Regions from separate parts of the Mus musculus genome. Here region 1 is linked to region 2. Evidence: chromatin contacts called from public promoter capture Hi-C data. All regions are on one chromosome and are shown on one strand. The core of a region is the stretch at or near the end of the contact, and the rest is flanking DNA. Distances in the headings are between cores, read along the strand shown.

What was found. Capture Hi-C pulls out chosen DNA fragments and counts their contacts.
Region 1: a promoter capture Hi-C map of pancreatic islet shows a contact between it and region 2. The contact joins the promoter of Ptges3l here to the promoter of Tubg2 in region 2. A contact is called at or near these places in 2 of 39 promoter capture datasets (cranial neural crest and liver), 1 of 115 datasets of contacts at active chromatin or transcription factors (bone marrow-derived macrophages) and 3 of 9 other capture datasets (adipose tissue, embryonic stem cells and pancreatic islet).

Annotation. Positions count from the first base shown.
Region 1 is chr11:101,423,187-101,427,798 of GRCm38.p6, reverse strand. It overlaps Ptges3l (prostaglandin E synthase 3 like), which reads left to right and starts at 2,471. Exons shown (of 7, transcript NM_001357574.1): 1 at 2,471-3,183; 2 at 3,531-3,644; 3 at 3,756-3,822; 4 at 3,921-4,019. The coding sequence starts at 3,176. Rundc1 (RUN domain containing 1) reads right to left here and starts at 2,714. Exons shown (of 5, transcript NM_172566.4): 1 at 2,189-2,714. The coding sequence starts at 2,695.
Region 2 is chr11:101,152,500-101,157,237 of GRCm38.p6, reverse strand. It overlaps Tubg2 (tubulin, gamma 2), which reads right to left and starts at 1,354. Exons shown (of 11, transcript NM_134028.2): 1 at 1,070-1,354; 2 at 678-790; 3 at 318-485. The coding sequence starts at 1,118.

The sequences.
Region 1 (4,612 bases), core at 1,222-3,721, 270 kb before region 2:
GTACGGGTGAATTCTCAATATATTTATTTCTTTTCCTTAAAAAAAAAATCTTTACATTTTTATTTTATGTTCCTGGATGACTTGCCCACACGTATGTCTGTGCACTACAGGAGTGTCTGGTGCCCACAGAGCCTAGAAGAGGGTCCCCAATCATTTGAACAGCATGTATAGACAGTTGTGAGCTGCTGTGTAGATACTGGGAATCAACCCTGGGTCCTCTGCAAGAGCAGCCTGCTCTGATCCACTGAACCATCTCTCCAGACCTCATTACATATTTCTTTTATGTTTTTTGAACTAAATTAGGTATAGAACAACAAACTCCAAATAATGAACTGGAGGAAATTGTCTAACTACCCAAAAGAGAAAGAAACAAAAACATAGTCTATCTTTGTCATTCCTTTGTGAAGCCAATGAAGAAAGAAACCAGCTATAAATCCTGATTTGTTTCCATGACTACACCTGCCAAGTCTGTCACTCGCTGTCATCGTTACAGCATATTTGCTGGAATTAATCAAACAAGTTTATCAGCAAGACCAAATAAGTTCTGGGGCAAGGCAGGAAATAATATGTTTAATGTCCAGTACACATTGAGATAAAGTTGAAGGTAATTGGGAGAGACTGGTGAGATAGCTAACTTGGTAGTGTGCCTGCCTCGAGTGTACTAGGTTCTGGGTTCAAACCCAAGCACTGACTAACTCCGGTTGGTCCACCTGCCTATAATCTCAGTATCCAGAAGATGGAGGTGGGATGAGGAGAAATTCAAGGTTAGGAACACCAAGCCTGATGGCTTGTGCTTGATGTCTCGAACTCACATTCTAAGGAGAGAACTAACTCCTAAAAGCTGTCCTCTGACCTCCACAAGTAGGCTGTGACACCAGCACTGTGCTCCTACACACACACACACACACACACACACACACACTAAAACCCAAAAAAACTTCAAGATGATTCTATAGCAAGTTCTGGGTCAGAGAGCCTGTCTTTTAAAAAAAATCAATAATAATAATTTTCAAGAGCTGAGGACATAGCTTAATTGGTGACAGAGTGCTTGTCTACAACATGCAACTTCCTGGGTGCCACCCCCAAGACTGTTCCCTTTGCCCCCCCCAAAGCAGAAAAAATATATCATTTTGCCCAAAGAATGTACTTAACAATACAGCTGCTTAATTGGCAGAGCGAGGACAATTTTTTTATGTCATTACCTTGACAATTTTTTCTGAAAGTGACAATAAAAAATAGAGACAGTACCATCTCTGCCCAGGACCTTCCATGGCATTCAATACTGGACAGGGCCTGGCCACTTTTTAAGTCTGTTGACTTGTGGTTGACTGCTCCTTGTGCAAGGGTATATGGGTATGAGAAGGAAGGAACTGGAAACACTTCAGATCAGCATAAGTCACTATCTCCTACCAATAAGTTTTCTTGGCTAAACCATTTTGAGTGGGAAGAAAGCCACATGTGGACTGCAATCTGCACAACAGGAAGCGGAAAAGGCGGCCTGTCTCAAAACTTCCAGCTTCCAGACGTTCAAAGTTTGTAAGGAATCTTCCCGCGTTGTGGTTTACAGAATTTCCTTGCTTCTTCGGTGTACTGAAGAACGCACTGGTCAGTCAGAAGGCCCCGTTCAGAGAACCCCGTTATTAACCAGGATGGCAGAGCAGTCTGAAAACACTGTCAGGACATCCTTATAGTCAGGTGTGTTTCTTTCCACTGCCAAGGGATGGTGTCTGTTCACCAAAGCCGTCACTGAGATAAGACAGCATAAAGATCACAGCCTATCTATATGCCAAAAAAAGCACGGGGCATTAATTTCAATTTCCATGGATTCCAATTCACTTCCCTTTCACTTAACACTTCTCCCGTTCCCAATGTTCATTCTATCAATAAGTGCTCAGGGTATATACTTCAGGGTAGAGAGAGTGACACAAATACACACTCAAGTACCTCAAAGTCGACAGAGGCAGCACGGCTTCCATTACCAACTGCCTTTTCAATACTCTTTAAGGCTCGCCATATGTCTTTCTGCATCTTCCTGACTCTTCTCTCTATCTTGCATACACGTGCCTATAGTACTTCCAGCTCGGTCGCTCCTCACCCTTTCTACCTCGGTCCGTGTCAGCATCACCACCCACAAACTCCCCGCCTGCATCATCTTCATCCGCATCCGGAACTAGCGGCAGACACTCACCTGGTCCTCACCCCGCACCCGTGGCCGGTCCCCCGGCAGCACATCGCTTTCGTCACCGCCACAAGGGTCTGCCAGCCCCTCGTAACCCAGGACGTGAGGACAGCCGCGGAAGGCAAAGTCTTCGAGCTCGCGCAGGAGACGCTGCTGCTCCGCCGGCGCCCCGCGCACTACCTGGCGCAGACGGAACTGCACCTGCGCGAAGTGCGAGGACAGCGCGAGCAGGGCCGAATCCAGCTGCCGCCGCTCGGCTTCCAGCCGCCTCAGCGTGCGGACAGTCGCGTCGGATGGAGAGCCCGGAGCCGCTCCAGGCTCTTCGGCTGCCGCCGCCTCCGAGAACGTCGCCGCCCCAGGACCGGCCTCGGCCACTGCCCCCACGGGAGCCCAGCGCACAGTCTCGCATGGTGGCAGCGACTCCTCCTCCTCTTCTTCTTCTTCCTCGTCCTTCGCCTTAGGCCCGACAGCGGTCACCACAGTTCCTAGCTCCGTAGCCACTTCCACCGTCGCCATCTTCCCGGAAACGCCGCCCGCACGTCAGTGGCGCCCCCTTGCTGCCATGGCAACGGGCTCTGGCAGGGAAGCCTGGACGAGTGGTGGGCGGGTCTTGCACTCCTCCAATCTCGGGAGGGCCCGCCCCCTCGGGACTTTAATGCATTTTGTGAATTAGACACTTTGAGTTGGAGGAACAAGTGAATGAAACCGAGAACAAGTAACTTCCTGCATATAGGGGCTAGAGTAGCCCTTTCCCTGGATAGAGAGTAGATATTGTATTTCTGATATGTTTATTTCTGGAGACCCCGAGATGTAGAAAACGCTCCCGGTGTCCTTCTGGAGTCCAAATCACTCTTGCTGTCAAGCCAACTTTCTTTCCCTCCCTCGCAACCCTTCCTCCTACCATATAAGGAGAGGCAGCTGCTAGGAGCCTCCTAGAATCTAAAGATAGAGGCCTTTTCTTGGGACTCCAAAAGCCACGGGGCAGCTGGAGTCACCATGGAACGGTGAGTTTCAGGCCGCCATCATACAGGTCCTACATATTCCCCTGTCCGTTTTCCTGCAGATTTCCTCTCCCACATTTGTAGAAGCCGCTGAGTCTGCCCACCAGCACCCCAGACTCCACGTCTCTGTGACTGTGGGTGAGAGGGGGTGGTGAGATCTGAACGTATTTTCTAACTCCTTACTTCCCTTGGCTCTCTGGGTTTATTCTCGCCACCTCTGCCCACTCCCACTACTCCCCTCTGTCTGGTTCAGTGGCACCACGTACGACTCTACTGTCTCCTCCCTCCACCTTTCCATATTGCCTTCAGTCTTGCCCACCCCTACCAAGCCCCACCTCCAACCTCTTCAGGCAGCCTGCCCGGACTCTGTGGTACGACAGACCCAAATATGTTTTCATGGAGTTTTGCGTTGAGGACAGCACCGACGTCAGTGTGCTCATTGAGGACCACCGCGTCGTGTTCAGGTAGTAGTCTTCCCCTGTGGACTGGCCTGGGGTCTCAAGAACCGTTCCTATCCTCCTGGTGTCTCAAGAACTTATCCTGTCACTTCCTATGTCTCTTTACTGTAACTTTAGCTGCAGGAATGGTGATGGAGTGGAGCTGTATAACGAGATTGAATTCTATGCCAAGGTGAACTCCAAGGTGAGGGCAGGGTAAGGATAGTCATATCTGAACAAGAAAGGCTGGCCAAGCAAGGAGACTGGAAGTTTATCCTAAAAATAAGGCTATCTGTCTGACAGGACTCCCAGGATAAGCGTTCTGGTCGCTCCATTACTTGCTTTGTGAGGAAATGGAAGGAGAAGGTGGCCTGGCCTAGGCTCACAAAGGAGGATATAAAGGTGAGTGTGTGTGCAGGAGTGGTCTACTCCTGTGCTCTCCCTTCATCTGAGCATTCTCTCTGTGCACCCAAGCATCAGAGTTATATCTGGAGCTGTGTTTGGCTTCTTTCCAGTCACTATTTTAGGGAGTCCTCTGGGTCGTGTGTATTTGATATTCTATTTATTCTGAAATCTATATATTTCCTCCTAGTCTAGACAGCAACCACCAGGGTTTGTTGGGGGAAGTAGGTTTTTGTCTGTTCGCTTTTGTTTTTGAGTCAAGCTCTTTTGTTGTTGCTCAGGCTGGCCTTGAACTTGCCATCCCTCTGCCTCAGCCTCCTGAACATTGATATTGCAAGCATGTGTATGACATTACAGGTATTATTATCGTTGCCTATTTTCTGTCTCATTTCTTTTTTGTTTGTTTGTTTTAAAGATTTATTTTATTTATATGAGTACACTGTAGCTGTCTTCATAAACACCAGAAGAGGGCATCTGATCTCATTACAGATGGTTGTGAACCACCATGTGGTTACGGGGAATTGAACTCAGGACCTTCAAAAGAGCAGCCAGTGCTCTTAACCGCTGAGCCATCTCTCCAGCCCTTCTGTCTC
Region 2 (4,738 bases), core at 105-2,604:
TTTCTTTCTTTTTTTTTTTTTTTTTTTTTTTTTTTTAAAGATTTATTTATTATTATATGTAAATACACTGTAGCTGTCTTCAGACACACCAGAAGAGGGAGTCAGATCTTGTTAGGGATGGTTGTGAGCCACCATGTGGTTGCTGGGATTTGAACTCTGGACCTTCAGAAGAGCAGTCGGGTGCTCCTACCCACTGAGCCATCTCACCAGCCCCCGTCTCTTTATTTCTTGCAAGTCTAACCTGGACGGATCCCCAGACTGGCTTGAGCCTTTCCTTATCCTAGGCTAGGATTACCAAGGAACTCTAGGAGTGACACCTGGGAGAATCCTCTGCCCCAGTTGTTGCCAGCTCCTCCGCCATGCTCCGACAGGTAGATGTTCTCCGGGTTGTAGAGCTTAGCATAGGAGGAGTTGAGGATGGAATGGATCACCCGGGGCTCCAGGTCCAGCAGCACAGCCCGGGGGATGTAGTGCTCATCATCTGCCTGTCAGAGGTAAGCCAGGATGGGTCAAGTCCTGAAGCCTCCCAACTCTGGCTCCTGCAGGCCCTCCCTTAAGATAGCCACTCTGTTCCCATCCATCCACTCAGAGAGTTTCCCAGCACCAGATCGCGCTGCCAGTCCCTTCAGGTCCCCATGGTCCTGGTCAAGTCACTGGGGGGGAGGGGCGGGGGGCACCTGGTAGAAAAAGACATCCTTTCGGTCAGTGCCCTCGGTGGCGAACTCCTCTACGATGCCCTCGGGGCTGATTCCATGTTCAGCACACAGCTGTTTCCAGAACTCGAACCCAACTGGGGGAGGAGGAAGAGGCCCAAGTCTGCTACAGCTTTAAGGCCTGAGGAGCCCAGGCTCAGAGGCTATTACATTCCAGAAGGTGACCCAAGACACCTGGGTCTGGAAGTTGTCACAGCCCAGGGCTAAGGAGGCAGCTCTTGCCTGGATCATCATGCGCAATAGAAAAGGTGGATCATGGGAAGGACAAAGGGGATTGATGGGTACCAGGCACTTGAGTGCAGCCTGAGGGATTGAACCAGAGGGATAGAAGCGGGGCACCGTGGTCGCTTGCTCACTCTGGTTGCCGCACTGGCCCAGCTGCAGGGTGATGATCTCCCGGGGCATCGCCGATCAGACCTAGCTCGTCCGCCCCGGCCTGGCGGCGGGGGTCACGACTGAGAGGAACTCCTGCCAGCCGGAGGCGCAGGACATGGGGAACGCGCTGTCGACTGATGTTTTGACGCGGGCGCTGGGTCTGCGCGTGTGCAGTGTGGGCCTCTCCGCAGCCGGCGGGCGGCAGAGCCCATCCTGGGCATCATTTTCTCTCTTAGCAATTGCAGCTGGAATTCAGCACAGGCGCAGAGCGAGGCCACGCTTCCTGTCACTATGTGCGCTTGCGCACGGTAACATTTGGCCAGCCGAGGATCCCCAGGGGTGTGGGGGAGGGAAGGGAGAAGTGGCCAGGTGGATGCACCAAGTGTGGGAGTCACCTGCCTACACCTGCCGGATATGCTAAATTGAGGGGCTACATTTAAGCCAACTCTTTTCAAGTGAGCATGCAAGGGAAGTGCTACTATATGTGGGTGTACATGTATGTGTGTTTACATATATTCTTTTTTTTTTTTTCTTTTTGGTTTTTCAAGACAGGTTTCTCTGTGTAGCCTTGTCTGTCCTGGAACTCACTCTATAGACCAGACTGCCTCAAACTCATAGATCTGCCTACCTCAGCCTCCCGAGTGCTGGGATTAAAAGCGTTCAGCTATTTTCATATTCTTACACTATGAAAAATACAAAGTTTGTCAGCTGGGACCAGGTGTGGTGGCTCGTGCCTTTAATCCCCAGCACTTGGGAGACAGTGGGAGGCAGATCTCTGTGAGTTCTAGGTCATCCTGTTTAGTGAATATCAGGCCAGCTGGAGCTACATAGTGAGACCCTGGGTAATAAAATAAGTCATCTCAGGCTGGCAGGTGTCATAAAGGCCCTTACTGCCAAGCCTGACCACATCGGAGTTTGATTGCAGGGTCCTCATGGTGGAAATAAGGAATCAAGAACGAACTCCTGGATTATCCTTTGACCTCTCTATATGCGTACTCTTGGAGTATGCAAACCTGCAAGGAATAAATAAATAAATGTAATTAGAAAGTACGTCCAGACACTGGTTTAAGTTCGGGGACCCCAGTGGAGAAATCAGGGCAAGGACTGAAGGAGGCTGAAGGGATTTGCAGCCCCATAGGAAGAACAACAGTATCAACCAAACAGAACCCCCTCCCCCAAAGCTCCCAAGGACTAAATCACTAACCAAAGAGAACACATTGGGGGACCCATGGCATAGCTGGATATGTAGCAGAGGATGGCCTTGTTATACATCAATGGGAGGGGAGCCCCTTGGTCCTGTGGAGGCTCAATGGTCCAGGGTAGGGGAATGACAGAGTGCTGAGGCAGGAGTGGGTAGGTGGGTGGGGGAGCACCCTCATAGAGGCAGGGGGAAGAGGAAAGGGGATAGGGAGTTTGTGGAGGGGAAACTGGGAGGGGGGATAACATTTGAAATGTCAATAAAATAACCAATAAAAATGAAAATATAGGGGCTGGAGAGATGGCTCAGTGGTTAAGAGCACTGACTGCTCTTCTGAAGGTCCTGAGTTCAAATCCCAGCAACCACATGGTGGCTCACAACCATCCATAACAAGATCTGACACCCTCTTCTGGTGTGTCTGAAGACAGCTACAGTGTACTTAAGACATATAATGAATAAATAAATCTTTTTTTAAAAATGAAAATACACACAAACACACACAAACACACATATATATATATATATACATATATATTTGAAAAAGAAAGAAAGTACATCCAGATAGAGGCATACCTTTCAGTTGAGCACTCAGAGCCAGAGGCAAGTGATTCTAATCTACATAAATTCTAAGACAGCTCAGGCTACATTGTATCTTAATTAATTAATTAAGTTATACCTTTACACCTGAGTTTAACCAAAAGGCAGAGAAGGGATAGTTGTATCTTTTTTAAAGGTACCAAATTGTTTTTGGAGACAGGCTTTCTTTGTGTAGCCCTGGCTGTCCTGGAATTGGGTCTGAGACCAGGCTGGCCTTGAACTCACAGAAGTCCACCTGTCTCTGACTCCCAAGCGCTGGAATTAAAGGCCTACGTCACCACTGCCATGCTAAGTTTACTATTTTAATCTTTTGTTAAGTGTGAGACCTTTTTGTTTTGATTTTTTTTTTTTGAGGGGGCTGGAGAGGCCTGGATCCCTCATGTGATCCAGGTTGACCTCAGTGCCACTCTGTAGCTCATAATCTTGATTTCTTGGTCCTCCGGCTGATGTTTCTCAAGTCCTAACATCACAGGCTTATGCCACTACAGCCAGAATTTTTTTGTCTTCCCTAAAGCTCCATATTCCTTCTTAGATGTCTCACCCCGCCCCCTCTGGCCCTGCCCCTCTCCAGCCCTTGACATTGACCGTCCTTTCTGTTAGGGATTTGCCTTCTCTACCTACTTAAAAGGATTCATCTAATACTTTTCCACTTGTTTCTGCCCATTTCTTTTCTTTAGGATTTCTACAGATTGTACCCAAGTCAGGACATTTTGGCCTTTTTAAGTTAAATAATAAGCCAGGCAGTGGTGGCACATGCCTTTAGTCCTAGCACTTGGGAGGCAGAGGCAGGCAGATCGCTGAGTTTGAGGCTAGCCTGGTCTACAGGGCAAGTTCCAGGACAGCCAGGGCTATATAGTGAAAACCTGTCTCAGAAAACCAAAAAAAAAAAAAAAAAAAAAAGTAAAATAGTAATAGTAATAAAATGGAAAACTAAATAAAAAATAAAGAATATGCATGTGTGTATGCGTGTGCTTGATCCATTCTTATCTTAGCGACCTCTCCTCCCTCTTCCTCTTGTGGTGTTGGGAACTGAATCTAGGATTTTGCTCTCATGAGGCTAGTACCCTTCCTCAAGCTACAATCACAGCTCTCTATTTACTTAAAAACAAACAAACAAACATCATTGGGTTGCAGAGATGGCCCAGCAGTTCAGAGCACTGGGTTTGGTTCCCAGCACTTATATTATGTGACAAGAATTTTCCTGAGGAGATGTAACATACACATTACTCACTCCAGATAGTACAGACAACACCAAAGTCCAAGTTGGTGAACCAGTGAGTTTTATTGAGGTTACTTACAGGGATGTGGGTGGGGCTTACTTATAGGAGCAGAGATGAATCACGGTGCATTACCCAAGCCCACTCCATATGGTAACAGCTCACAAAGCTGGGAACCTGGAGCACACTGCACAGTCAACAGGCAGCTTGACAGGTTGGACAGTGTCCCTTCCAAATGACTCAGTTGGTCTTAACCTCCTCCAAACAGCTTTTTAGTTTTTTTTCTTCTTCCAGAAAACTGATTTCATCTGGGAATCTTTGCAGCTCAGCCTTACCTTGTCTGAAAGGGACTCTCAGCTTTTATTGTTTACTCTGGCAGGGAGGGGCCTATTGATTCTGGTCAGTTTCAGGGACTTCCTGGAGCGCTTTTGAGCTTTTTAAACTTTCCTACTTCAGAAGCTTCCTAGAAAGGTAGAATGTTTCAATCTCGAGGAAATAGAATGTTTCAATCTGAGGAAATTGTTATCCAACACTGCATCATTACTAACAACTCCAGTCCTAGAGGTTCTGATGCCTTCTAATACTCCCTGCTGTAGCACAAATGCTGCAGCCCAAACACCAATACTCAGAAAAAAAGA